2 separate regions of the Pan troglodytes genome follow, and region 2 is linked to region 1. A link is a contact called in public HiChIP or PLAC-seq data. All regions are on one chromosome and are shown on one strand. The core of a region is the stretch at or near the end of the contact, and the rest is flanking DNA. Distances in the headings are between cores, read along the strand shown. Region 1 holds the start of SYT2 (synaptotagmin 2). Region 2 holds the start of LOC739591 (small ribosomal subunit protein eS27-like).

Region 1 (7,202 bases), core at 2,182-4,681:
AGTATATTTAAGCTTGGTATGTCTACAAAATTAGATTAGAAGAAGAAAACCAAGACTTTTAGTGACAGGAATTGCATGTAATTTTTTTTTTTGAGACGGAGTTTCATTCTTGTTGCCCAGGCTGGAGTACAGTGGCATGATCTTGGCTCACTGCAACCTCCGCCTTCTGGTTTCAAGCGATTCTCCTGCCTCAGCCTCCTGAGTAGCTGGGATTACAGGCACCCACCACCACACCTGGCTAATTTTTGTATTTTTAGTAGAGGTGGGGTTTCACCATGTTGGCCAGGATGGTCTCAAACTCCTGGCCTCGCGATCTGCCCGCCTCAGCCTCCCAAAGGGCTGGAATTATAGGCGTGAGCCACTTTGCCCAGCTGTAAGTTTTAAAGAACCATTTACTCAGTTACAACCAGTAAAGCAGGCGTGTTTCAGAGGAGAGCTTAGTCATTGTTTGCTTAATTGTCAGGAACAATACAAACTGCTCTGGAAGAATAATACGGGTATGTGCAGGGGGTGGGAGGGCAAGAACAACAGCTTTCTGAAGGGGTGTTTCTTTCTGTGTGTATCAAGAGAAAGCAGGAAATGGGAGCTGGCTAGGGTCAGCGGTGATGAAGACTCTCTCTCCTGTCCCAGCTCATTTCTGTTTGCTCTAACTATGACAGCAGGGCTTGGAACAAGTTTGCAGGGATGAAGGCCTGACCAGAACATCAGGGAAACAATCCAAGTGTGAGGTAGTGCAAGTGCTAGTAGACCTATGATCAAGGATGGACAAAAAGGGAATTCTTTAAGCAGAAGGCAGGTGGCAGGCAGTAAAAAAGTACAGGGGCTTTCAGTCCCCAGGGAAAGCTGTGACAGGGGCACGATGCAGCAGTTCCCTGCTCTCTTCTCTCTCCTCCCTAGAAAAAAACAGAAAATGAAGCCACCAGGAAGCACACTATTCAGCAGAAAGTGGTAAAACAATGTAATTGAGGGAGCTGTAGACTTTCTTCCTGAATAACTCTCAGTGTTAGATAGCTCTCCCCCACCTTTTGTGGATTCAAAATGACCTTGTGTGGAAGCAGAGGGATTGCCCTGATGGCCCTGCATGTGCATGCAATTGAGTGATGTTGGTCTAAGATACTAGAGGCTCATCTTTCTACAATGATGAACAGTTGAAAAGCAAAGTATCTAATAATAGGCTGGGTGTGGAGGGGGTGGATGTCTTTTCCATTCTTTCCTCTTCCAGCTCCTGAAGCCTGGGGGAATAAGCAAGAGGGATGTTGAGCTCTTGATTAGGTTTGTAACCCAGACACTACTGGTCCTGATGAATTAAAAGAACATTAAGGCTGTAGCCAGGGACACCACATTTTTCATTTAACCAAATTGATTACAGCTCTGACTCTCCTAATAGCCTGGGAAGGCAGGCTGGCTTCCTCTGACGTGCTTAGGAGAAGAAGTTGGGGCACCAGATTGACACAAGGCTTTGATCAGAACAGTAGGCAGCTGAGTCTGCTGCCGTGGAAAAGTTGAAGCGCATCGGGCCAGTTCGCTTGGCTTGATTCTGTGCGAGGGGGCTGCAGCCCTCTTTCTGGCTGGAGTCCTGCAGATACTGGTTGTTGGCATGGGGAGCAGGAAGGAGCGAATAGAGTAGAGCCAGTCCCTTTGGGGAAGCAACAAGTCCTGGAACACACCTGGCTAAGGGTGGGGGTGGTGGGTAACCTCTTTGAATGTAAAGGTCTCATTCTTAGTCCATTGTAACTTGGCTCCCCATTTCCTCCACTGCCCTTGTTATGGCTGCTCCACAGGTGAAGGGGGAGGGCCTCTGTGCCTCAGGGGCTGTGAGCACAGCTTCAGCCTGATTGAGGACTCCCCAGAGGTCTTCCCCCACCTTTTTCGTAACATCCACTGAGGCGGCAGCCACTTGCCGCCTTGCTCTGAGGCAAGCCAAACTGGGGATAGTCTCCAACTGGGGATGGTCTGCCAGTAACACCTGGTATTATTGGCACAGTGATCTGAAAAGTGCCCTCCACTGCCTCTTCTCTCCCCAAAGCCTGAATCCCACTTGTTCTTTGCATCTCCTCATATTGCATTCATTCCACCTCTCACTCACTCACCTAGTACGTATTGAAGGCTGACCTCAGGTCATGTACGGTTTTGTACCCAAAAGCGAGGCAGGATGCTACAGTCCTATTATAAAAGTTAACTCCAGGCCAAGCGCAGTGGCTCATGCTTGTAATCCCAGCACTTTGAGAGGCCGAAGTGGGTGGATCCCTTGAGGTCAGGAGTTCGAGACTAGCCTGGCCAACATGGCAAAACCCCATCTCTACTAAGAATACAAAAATTAGCCGGGTGTGGTGGCGCACGTCTGTAATCCCAGCTGCTCGGGAGGCTGAGGCGGGAGAATCCCTTCAACCCAGGAGGCAGAGGTGGCAGTGAGCCAAGATCGCGCCACTGCACACTGCACTGCAGGTTGGGTAACAGAGTGAAACTTGTCTAAAAAAAAAAAAAAACAAAAAAAAAAAGAAAAAAAAAGTTAACTCCAAAAGAGTTAAAGTGGATATTCCAATTGTGCTGTAAGGAAGTTCTGGTGCTGCCCTGGCAGCTCCTGGGTAGGTTAGGAAGGGCTCCTCTTTGCCCTTGCCACCCTTCTCTTTCTCCCAGGCTCTTCCGAAATGCCACCACTTACTGTCTGCAGCTCCTTGGTCCAACGCACCATTCAGGGACTGTTTCCCCACCTGCAAACTGCCCACGCAAAATGCCCACCTTAAAGGGATGTCTTACGTATTAAGCAAACTAACATGTGTGAACATCCTGTCTTTAATAACCAGTAGCATCCTCCTTTTCTTTCTACCGTCTTCCAGCTCCTCTCTCCTTGCCACCCTGCAGTTCTTCCTCTCCCCTCCGCCGTTCTATTTCCATAGGCCTCAGGTACCGCTGTCTTCTCTCAAGCATCCTCCTCTCTCTCACCCATCCTTTAGGCTCAGAAGCCCCCACCATCCAGGTGGCCAATATAGGTAGCGGTGACCTAAGCGGAGAGGGGAGGAGGGGAGGCTAGGGGCTCAGGGATCCCAAAATGGCCATGGGGAGGGGGGCTCCTGAGCCCAATAATTTAGCCTTGAGCTGCAGTGGGTTCGGGAAGTTGGAGAGAAGGAGCTGGCTAGAAAGGAGACCAGCCTTCTGGGGTGGGGAGTATAGAGCCCCTTTCCCGTCCGCCTTCCTGCTGGGGAAGCAGCCTCCTTGACCTTGAGCAGAAGGCGGGGGCGCCGAGCGCCTGGGGGGCTGCGCAGAAAGGACCCGTCCCGGGGGGCAGGCCCGCCCTCCGCCTCCTCCGGGCCTCCTCCGCCTCGGTCCCCGCCCTCCCGCGCCGCTTGGTCTCCTCCCCTCACTGCAGCGCTCGCCGCGCGCGCCCATCGATCAGGCCCCCTCCCTCTGCCGCCTCGGCGCAGACTGCTAAGCTCAGCAAGTCTTGCGGCAAAGGCACTTCGGAGCCGAGTTGGGGCAGCGGTGGAGCGGGGACTTCGCGCCCCAGGGGAACGGGCGCCCCTGCGAAACCGTCGCCAGCCCCGCGTCCTTGCCGTCCGACACCCCCTCACATTGGCGACCCCGGATCTCTCCCGCCTCCTTCGGGTCGCTCTCCGGTAAGTCCATACCCCCGCCGGTGGGGGCACGGACCTCCCTCTCCAAAGTTTCTCCTTTTCTGCTACTGAGTCGAGGGGCCACGGGGTGGTCTGGGTCCCGAGAGGTGAGTAGGGTTGGGGAAGTTTGAGGCCAAGGGGGCCGGGAGTCCGCCCCGTCCTTTGGGGGAGTTTGGAAGCGTCCGGATGGAAGGTTCGTCTCGGGGAGTCGGACCCGAGGGGCGAGGAGCCGGCTCCTCTGAGGGACTGGGGCTGGGCTGGGGGCAGATTTCCTCCCGCGGTCTCCCCGCGAGTTGCTGCAGAGAGGGGCGGGCCACGCGTCCCCTGCACCGGCCGGCTCTGCGCCCCCGTCCCTCTCTCTTTTCCCTGGGACGAACCCACTCGCGTCTAGCCCAGCCCCCGCCAGCCCTAGCGGTCTCCAAGGAAGATTCTTTTGCCCCAGTCTCAAGCTTCGGGGACCCCTGGCACCGCCGTCGTGGGAAGTGGGGCGGGGGGTGGGGTCTGGGCGCTGGGAGCCGGAGACCCTGGGTCAGGGAGAGGTTGGGGAGACAGACTGCAGGGGCCATCTGGAAGCAACGGGCACGAGGAGCTGGGGCAGGGGCCCAAGAAGGGGCTGGAGGCGCCCCTCCCCTCTCTCCAAATCTCATGACTCAGCACGACCTAGGACGCCCCGTCCCTGCTTCAGCTCTGTCCCCAGGGCTAGGCTCGCAGTCTGGCGGGTGCTGACAGCCCGACTCCCTTTTCTAGACTCTTCCATGTACCTTTCCCATTTGGGGTGCCCCCTTCCCCTGCCTATGCTCCTTCCCCCACCTCTGGGGGACAGGGCTTTTATTTTTCAACTAAAAAGTGGAGCTTTATCGTTTCACATCCCACTAAGCCAGGCCCCCTCATCCTGTCTCCTCCCTTTTCATCCCCACATTCCACAGGTGCCTCCAGGACACCCCCAGCCCATGGCTCGTGGGGTGTCTCCTGGCAGGGCAGTGTCCTCCCCTACCCCTGGCTGAGGTGGCGGAGTAGGTGCTCTCCCCGCAGCAGGAGAAGGGAGTGCAAGGACAGAAGAAGTGCTGGCCCAGGAGGGGCCACCGCAGTGGGGAGGGAAGGGCAGAGGCCCCGTGGGCAGGTAGTACAGGTTGGGTTAGCTTATGAGGAGGAGGAAGTCCTTAGGATCTGGGGGCGCCCAGGAAGCCAGAAAGGTGAACTGGGGTCTGACCTGGAAAGCAAAAGGGTGCCCTTCTCCCTCCCCTACTGCTGCCGCCCTGAGGGGCCTCTCCCAGGTGGAATAGATTGTCCTCCATCCAATCTATCTGGATCCCCATAACCTGGCACTTCATTAGAGGGGGTGACAGAAGCAGGGAAGCCCTTAATCCTTTCAACCATCTCTCCCTACTTAAGACTAAGTCCAGCTTTGGGGCTGCTAGAAACATCTCTGTGACCAGCAGAGGTGCTGAAAAAAGCCATGCCCAGTGCCCCTAAGGCAGGCCCGAGTGGCAGGTGGAAGGGGGCAGGGTGGCTCTGATGCAGTGGGACGTGCCTGGCATCCTGGTCCTGTGGAATGAGAGTGGTGGCCTGGCAGGCACTGCAAGCTGCAGCGTGTGTCAGGGCCCTGGGGGTGAGTCAGCGTCAGGGGTCCATGCCAGGCACACTGCAGCCTAGGGAGTCCAACTCCAACCCATCTCCTCCCATGCCCCTGGAAAATGGCCAGTGCCCACTGAACCCCGACTGAACCACCTTTCCCTCAGGGTGGCTGCCTCTGCTCTGCTTGGCTGCCAGGCAGATCCCTGGCTTCACCCTCTAGGACTCCCCCCAGAGGCTTGGCTTTTTCTGGAGATCTTTTGGGCTTAATCCTTACCTTCTCCCCTCCTTGTCTTGCCAAAGGAGGAGGAGAGGGAGGCAGAGGAAAGTTTCTAGGTTATAGCCTCACATAGATCTGGCCCACCATTCCCTGGAGGAAGAGAGACCAGACCACTCTGCTGGGAGTCTGCTTTGTTCTGCAGTCCAGGAGTTTGTGTCCGGGGAACTTGGGTTTTCTTTTGGGGGAAGGGGGTGATTATGCAAGAACATTTCTTTTTCAGCTTTGGGGTCTGACATCCACAGAACAGGACCAGGGGAAGCAAAAAGTGTTGGTGTTCGTAAACATTGACTTTTCGCCTAGAGAAGCTTGCAACTGGCTTCAATTTAGGACTGAAGCTGGTTTCACCTGGGCAAAGCATGTACCTTGCTGAAGACCTCGCAGGGCCGGGGAGACCCTTTCTGGAGCTGGGTCTGGGCTCACCTGCCCTCACATTGCAGCTGGAGCTCGTTTTATTCCTTCTACCCTTAGGCAGCTTCCAGGCAGGTGTGACAGAGCTGTCTATGATACTGCAGAGACCTGGGGGTGGGCGTTGGAGGTGGCTGGAGAAGCCTCTTCCCTGCCCTTCTCAAGCCCTGGGGACCAGGCTACCCCAGTGTTCACCAGCCCCTAGGCAAGCCTGACCTCTAGTCATTCTTTCTGCCTCCATCTGAACATTGTCCTGTCTCAATGGGGTCCCCTTTTTCTTCCCCGCCAGGCCTGTGCCGCCCTCTCAGCGGAGAGTAGATAGAGGGGCAGTGAGTGCACTGGAAGCAGGGGGACAGAAGGCAGTGAGGACAGAGTGGGAGGAGGTTGGGCTTCATTTGCCTGGAAGAATGACCATCATTCCCTTCCCTGGACAGAAGCATCCTCGTGGATGACTTAAGGCTGCAGATGAGTAGAAACACTACTTCACTTGGCTTTGGGATTTGCTCTGTAGACTTCCCCAATCTAGGCAGGTCCTAGCTGAAGCCAGAGTATCCCCACCACTGAAGGTCCAGGGTGGTGGGGATACTCTTTAAGAACTGGAACAGCAAGTCAGAGGGAGTGATGGGGGGCAGGGTCACTCAGTGCAGTGGTTAAATATGAAGCACCAAAGAATAGAGGCTAGGAGATAGACAGGCCTGGGTTCAAATCCCAGGGCTGCTAAGTACAAAGTCTGACATTTGCAACAAGTATTTTATTAGTGAGTACCTACCATGTGCCACTGTTGTAGTCTCTCTGGGTGGGGAGGTGAGCACAGCCGCAGGCCCTACACATGTTACTGAGCCACTCAGCATCCCTTCTGCATTCATTCCACTATTGCATTTTGAGAATCTATGCTAGGCAATGGAGATTCAGGTGGGAACAAAACAGACCTGTTTCCTGCCCTCTTGGCATTTACAATCTAGTGAATACCACACAATTAGATAATTACATAAAGAATTCATCATGACTGTGCCAAGAGTTATGAAGGTATGTAGGATGCTTCGAGAGCATGTAACAGGATGATCTGACAATGTCTGCACAGTTTTCTCTAAAGAACAGAGGTAATAATGCTTAACTCTCAGGGTAGTATTGTAGAACTGATAACTATTCGTGTTATTTTAGAAGTAGCCCCTGGCCCACCAGACAGATGCAGTTCTAAATTCCCTACGTGAATAATCCATCCATAGGCAACAAGTTGATTCTTCATCTTCCACTCAGTCAGAGAAGCCAGGCCAGAGAAGCTGGGATTCAGTTATGGCTTCTCCTGGGCTCCAGAAGCCTGTGATAAATAATAT
Region 2 (7,202 bases), core at 3,072-5,571, 240 kb after region 1:
TGGCCAGGCTGGTATCAAACTCCTGACCTCAAGTGATCCCCTGCCTCAGCCTCCCAAACTGATGGGATTACAGGGTAAGCCACCACAGCCTGGCCATAGAAATTTACTATATTTATATATTATATAGCTTATAATATATAAAAACATAATTAAAGACACACTATATAAATATTTTATAGTATATGTCTAATACTGACCACTGAGGATGCTGTGGTCATTAATTACAGAATATCTAATGGTCTTATAAGATAGTTTATTATTCATTGAACTATATCTTTTTTTTTTTTTTTTTGAGACAGAGTCTCACTCTGTTGCCCAAGCTGGAGTGCAGTGGCACAATCTCAGGCTCAATGCAACCTCTGCCTCCTGGATTCAAGCAATCCTCCCGCCTCAGCCTCCCTAGTAGCTGGGACTACAGGCGCATGCCACCACACTCAGCTAGTTTTTGCATTTTTTAATAGAGAAGATGGAGTTTCACCATGTTGGCGAGACTGGTCTCGAACTCCTAACCTCAGGTGATCTGCCCGGCTCAGCCTCTCAAAGTGCTAGGATTACAGGCATGAGCCACGATGCCCAGTCAATGTCCTGTGTATTAACATAAGATTACATCGAAAAACCTTCTTTAATATCAACCTGGAAGTACATATGGATAGCTACTGGGGGCCGGGACAGGGGGACAGACTTAGGGGGATCACGGGAATCACAGACCTATGCCTACAGACTTTATGAATTCAAGATGTCATTTGATCTAATTCTAAGACTTCAGGTAAACACAAAAAATGTATTCCTATTTTACGGATGAGTTAATAAAGGCCTAAGGAGATGCTAAAACACCCAAGTAACAATGTTATATACCTAAAGGGATTTTAACCATGTTCTCCTGCTTCGGGTACAGCTTTTCTTATATTGCACCACAATGAACACTGTTTCCTCCACTCAGTACCATGGTATTTCTAGCTATGTAGATTTATGTAGCAAGACATTTCTTCTAGCAAATCCTGCAATATCGGGAACTAATGGATAACAATGTCTTGCATTAAACTTCTCCTAGCATCCCCTGACATTTCCCAAAAGTCTGTCATAATCAACACTCCATTCTTGGGAAAGTATGATTTTTACATTTCTAGAAATTTCCATCAACATGCTATAAGACTGCCATGAACAAACTATAAACATTAAAAATATTAGGGATAAATTCTTCTTTGGAGGATGCAGTTGACTCTACAGTTGCTAGGACCCTATGAGGTAAATTTTAGTTCAAATTTTCCTTGCTGTTCCTAATTGGGAAGGGGAGGCTAATACTATGGTACAATAGAAAGAACAGGCACCTGGGTTCTAATTTTAGCTCTGCCATTAATTACTTGTTTGGTCTTAAGAGAATCACTTAATCTCTTGGAACTCTAGTTTCTTCATCTGTAAAACAAAGGGGTAAATCTAAAATTTTAAAGATCCCATTTAGCTTTAAACCATGGTGAATCCAAATTTATACTGATTCTGAACAAACGGCCTCTAAGTCTCCTCACTAAATGTCTATTCTCAGTCTGGCCAAATACTACATTTCTTATATTTCATAGGTTACTTTCTTTAGTACTGACCAACAGAACTTTGTGTAATAATGGAAATGTTGTATACCTGCACAGCCCAATATGGTTGCCACTAGTCACATGTGGTCACTGAGCAGTTAAAAGAGGAACTAAATTTTAAATTTAATTTTAATTATTTAAATTTGAGTAGCCACACATGGCTACTGATTACCATACTGCACACTACAGCTCTAGAAGTCCCGAGAATCCAATTAAAAGACAATATTATCAAGCCCTCTCCTCAAACCTGAAAACCAGATCCAACTCATAAAACATAAACTTAACAAAATTTCATCAAGAATGCAATTTGTGGCTGGGCGCGGTGGCTCATGCCTATAATTCCAGCATTTTAGGAGGCCGAGGCGGGCAGATTACCCGAGGCCAGGAGTTTGAGATCATTCTGGCCAACACAGTGAAACCATGTCTCTACTAAAAACAGAAAAAATTGCATAGTGGCCTACACCTGTAATCCTAGCTACCGGGGAGGCTGAGGCATGAGAATCACTTGAACCTGGAAGGCAGAGGTTGCAGTGAGATCGCACCACTGCACTCCAACCTGGGCGACAAGAGTGGGACTCTGTCTCAAAAAAAAAAAAAAAAATGCAATTTGTTAGTCAGCTAAGTTTAAAAGCAATTGATTCCATTTTCTTCTCAAAGTTCTCATTTTTCTCCTATGCTTCCTGGAGGCAGTATTACAGTAATCTTACATTTTTATATGTGGTACTTTAAGTAGTACGATATAATGCTGGGGTTCCCACCTTTAAAACAGTTCTATAGATATAGCAAATAGGAACAAGCCCACAGATACAGCACACTTTAGAGCTACTTTTTCCCAACTGCAGCATTTATACTCTGCTGTCTCTGTACACCTTTCCCTGTACCACCCTACTTTCCCTCTGCCCCCTTTGACAAAGAGCGCTCCAAGAAAACAGGCTGTTACCTCCTCGAGCAGGCCTGCATAGCAGAACGAAGGTCAAGAGATGCGTGGAAATGAATAGCAAGAAAGGTAAGTGGCTGCTGGGAAAGACTGCAGTCTCAGCACCCGGTCTCCCTTGGAAACTGGAAAAGGCTTGCACTGCCACTGCTATACAGCAAGCCAGAGGCAAAGCTTGCAATTTGCTAAGGAGCTGCTACTAAGGAGGAGGAGAAGGAAGGGGAGGAGAAAAGGGAAAGAAGGCAAAATCTTGGGCCTCGGCAGAGCCAATGCTGCTAATAGTTCCCAAAATAACATTCCATTAGATGCATGTTTTATACACTGTACCAAACCAATCAATACTACTTCTCATTTGACAGGGAGGTGAAAGAGAGAAATTCTTCCTCATGTGAAAGAAGACAGAGCAAAGAGAGATGCAGCATTCTCATTCTGGATCCTATTTCATCTGCCCTTGAGCTACCCTAGTTGCTGCATCCATCCAACTGAGCTGTAAATACTGCCTCACTTGAGGCTCAGGCATAGCCAGCTGGCAAATGCCAACAGCTGTGAAGAGACAGATAAAAAAGAAACACCTGACACACAGAAATGCAGAAACAAATTTCATATCTGCTATAAATGGGTTAAACCTAGATAGAGAAAGAGTGTACATACCACTCAATTTGATAAGCTAGCTACAGATCAGGAAAATTTCTAGATCTAATATGTGTCACATATCAAAATATGATCTGATTTCATAGTTTAGGACAACTGCATTCAAATGCTCATGTGTCATTTTTGGCCTCTCTAATTTGACACTGAGATCAGAGCTGATGTTTAAGCAACGAATCAAAGCTACAATTCCATTAAGAATTTTTTAAGAAAGAATTTCCCTCAGCCAAACTAAGCATTTCTTAAATCTAGACCTATAATTAACTGGCCCCAAATGTCAAGAGTGCTGAGTTTGCAGGGGCTGAAGTCAGCAAATTTTGTCTGTAAAGGGCCAAACAGTAAATCTTTCAGGTTTTGCAGGCCTACTCAACAGCTCTGTTGTGAGACCAAAGCAGTCACAGACAACACATAAATGAATAGGCAAGGTTGTGTGACTACTGCTTGCTGTGCTACACCAGCAGAAGGGAGCAGTTGCAACAGAAACCATGTGGCTTGAAAAGTCTAAAATATTTACTATCTGGTCCTTTGCAGAAAACATTTGCTGATCCCTGCTCTAGACACTAAGTTATTTATCACCAAGCTATGGCTCAGAGAAGTCCTTTTGCTTTAGAGAAAGTGTGAGTCTGGTGTTTCTGTGACCTACCTTAGATAACTACTATATCATCTTGAATTCTTTTCCATCTGAACATTTGTTCCATTAAAAACATGCCAGCCTCAAGTGCCAAAGCCACTTTCACAATGACAATGTTTTTACTTACATAGGTCACTCTACAGTTAGTTCACTGGTCAGAACAAGTGTTACTGATGGTAAGAATGGCAGAATCAAGCACCAACAAGGCCAGTGAGTGCTGCTTTATTTCACATACATCAGCTATACCAGCTGGACCTGGCCAACTGTCTCAAATATTTATCATTTACTACAAAGTAGACTAGACCAAGACAAATTCAGCACCACCACTCATTTTTTTTAACAAGACAGCTCAAGAAACTAAACACACAAAATGTATGTGGAAATAACCTATATATCAAACAATAAGGGGAATGGTTAAATAAAGAACGTTCATATGATAAAATATAGACATTAAAAGACAAACTAAAAAGTACTATATATACGTAAGTTCCAAAATATTCATATCTGGAATATATAAAAAACTTTCGTTTTCCGGCGGTGATGACCTACGCACATGAGAACATGCCTCTCGCAAAGGATCTCCTTCTTCCCTCTCCAGAAGAGGAGAAGAGGAAACACAAGAAGAAACGCCTGGTGCAGAGCCCCAATTCCTACTTCATGGATGTGAAATGCCCAGGATGCTATAAAATCACCACGGTCTTTAGCCATGCACAAACGGTAGTTTTGTGTGTTGGCTGCTCCACTGTCCTCTGCCAGCCTACAGGAGGAAAAGCAAGGCTTACAGAAGGATGTTCCTTCAGGAGGAAGCAGCACTAAAAGCACTCTGAGTCAAGATGAGTGGGAAACCATCTCAATAAACACATTTTGGATTAAAAAAAAAAAAACTTTTACCCATTTTTAAAAAAAGAACCAACCTAATGACAACAACAAAATCAACAAAATACATAATCAGGAATTCACAAAAAAGGAAACCAGAAAAGCATATAAACATAAGAGAAAATGTTGTTTCACTAGTAATAAAAAAAAATGCAAATTAAAATGAGAAATGATTTCATCTTCCTTAGATTACCAAAAAAGCAGTAGCAGCAAAAGAAAAAAAACAACAACAAAACATTTTAAGTCTAACCTAGTTGAAAAGAATGAGAAACTCACGTACATTGCTGGTGAGAGTAAAGAGGAGAGCAATCAGGCAGTGTCCAGTGAAGATGCACTTACCCTATAGACCCGGAAATTCCATTTGGAAATAAATACTGTTGAGAAACTCTTGCACGTTTGTGTCAAGAAACATGAACAAGAATGTAAACAGCAGCATCATTAGTATTAGGGGAAGAAAAAAAAAAAGACCTAAATACCTAAATGTCCATCAGCACAGGAAAAAAACAAAAACAAACTGTGGTATAATTGTACAATGGACTAAAATAAGCATTTAGAATGAACAAACAGAATGCTAAGTGACAAGAGCAAGTTTCAGAATGATGTGTGCAGGTTATACCATTTATATGAAGTATTAAAACATGTGAAAGAATTATATAAGTATGCAAATGAAAAATAATAGTGATAAAAATTTGAGAATGATAAATAGCAAATTCAGGATAGTGATTAATTTTAGGGAGAGAGTCAAGAGATGAGACTGAGGAGAGATACACAGGAGCTTAGCTATATTTTATTCTTAATAACTGAAGCAAATATGGCAAAATATTGGGATTTGATCAGACCAGAAGATGGAGAGATTGGGTGTTTGTGATATTTGGTAACTTTTTGTTTTCATTTTTTTTTTTTTTTTTTTTGAGATGAGGTCTTGCCCTGCCACCCAGGCTGGAGTACAGCTGGCATGATCATAGCTCACTACAGCCTCGACCTCCTGGGCTCAAGTGATCCTCCCACATCAGCCACTTGAGTAGCTGGGATTACAGGCACAGGCTCCCATGCCTGGCTAAAATTTTTTTTTTCTTTATAATTCTCTGTAGAGATGAGGTCTCACTATGTTGCCTAGGCTTGTCTCGAACTCCTGAGTGCAAGTGATCCTCCCACCTCTGCCTCCCAAAGTGCTAGTATTATAGGCATAAGCCACTGCACCTGGCCAATAATCTTTTAAAAGAAAAAACCATATATAGCATGATCTCAAAATAAATAAAATATATAAAGATGTTAGCAGTGATACTGCTGATGGTGAGAATACGGGCAATTTTTATTTTCTATTTAAAATACAGTTATTGTGGGAAATTTTGTAAACTTTTTAAAAGTTAAGGTTAGAAACTTTTAACTTTGAAAAATGATCATTCATATTTAAAGGACTGTTCCAAACAGTAAGATATACATAAAAGAGATGTATTTGTATTTCACACTTTTTTTTATTACCATAGTTCACAGTGATATAGAAAGCACAGGTACTCCTCAGTATATGCTAAATACTAAAGGAAGCTAAATATGCCAGAAAAAAATTGGTGGGCCATAGGGGGCAAAGAGAGAGAATAGAGGTCAGAAGTGGTAGAAAAAGGAGTTCTAGCTTGCGTAAGTAGGCAATCAGGAAAGACCTGTGTTAGCATAGGTGAACTCTCTGTATTACGACCAGTAGATTCACAGACTCGTCTACTCTCACCAACTCCTAGAAATCGGTCTCCAGCTCCTGTAATCACTAGGATGGCCTCCAATGGGGAAAAAGGGGGTATCTGGGGAAGCAGAAAAGCTCTTAGACCTGCGGTTCTTAACCTTTATTGAAATCTAACCCATCTTTAACAATCAGATAAGAAATGTAATCTCCTACCCCTAAAAAAGCACTTACGTATACACAAAATTTGGCTAGCAATTTCAGGGATTTCTGAACTTTCCATTAGCTCAGATTATGAAGGAAAGGATCTAGAAAGAAAGAACTCCCTAAAAGACCTAAATTAGATTTATCTTCAGAGAAAGCCTCTAAAATAAGTCCATTATTTTCAATTTCCAATTACCCTACTTTGCAGATGAATCAAATTCCTTTAAGACTCGGTGGCATATATTTTTTTTTCTTTTTTGAGTCAGGTTTCCTGAGGTAAGTTTACATATGGTAAAATTTGCCCTTTTTAGCAAATAGGTCTGTGAGTTCGAATTTTGACAAATGCATAAAGTCTCATAACCGTCACTGTAATCAAGATACAGAACAATTCTGTCACCCTCCAAAACTCACTCATGCTACTTGGTAGTCACCCCAGTCCTAGCCTAAGGAAAATTTTTTTTAACTTCTATTTTTTATTTATTTATATAGGTAAACTCATGTCACAGAGTTTGTTGTACAGATTATTTCATCACCCAGGTACTAAGCCTAGTACCCAATAGTTATTTTTAAAACTCACTGTTGAAGAAACACATTGACATTTTCTCACACTAGAAAGTAATATGTAAACCAACAACTGCCTTAGCTCATTAAGTC

What was found. HiChIP or PLAC-seq counts read pairs in DNA pulled down with a chosen protein or histone mark.
Region 2: a contact with region 1 is called in an H3K4me3 HiChIP or PLAC-seq map of stem cell-derived excitatory neurons, with 7 times the contacts expected there. The contact joins the promoter of LOC739591 here to the promoter of SYT2 in region 1. A contact is called at or near these places in 3 of 7 Hi-C or Micro-C datasets (blood, induced pluripotent stem cells and stem cell-derived neural progenitor cells) and 1 of 1 datasets of contacts at active chromatin or transcription factors (stem cell-derived excitatory neurons).

Annotation. Positions count from the first base shown.
Region 1 is chr1:46,383,322-46,390,523 of NHGRI_mPanTro3-v2.0_pri, forward strand. It overlaps SYT2 (synaptotagmin 2), which reads left to right and starts at 3,432. Exons shown (of 9, transcript XM_016935938.4): 1 at 3,432-3,614.
Region 2 is chr1:46,621,289-46,628,490 of NHGRI_mPanTro3-v2.0_pri, forward strand. LOC739591 (small ribosomal subunit protein eS27-like) reads left to right here and starts at 4,322. Exons shown (of 1, transcript XM_009440869.5): 1 at 4,322-4,674. The coding sequence starts at 4,337. The coding sequence ends at 4,612. All of the region lies in intron 13 of PPP1R12B (protein phosphatase 1 regulatory subunit 12B), which reads right to left.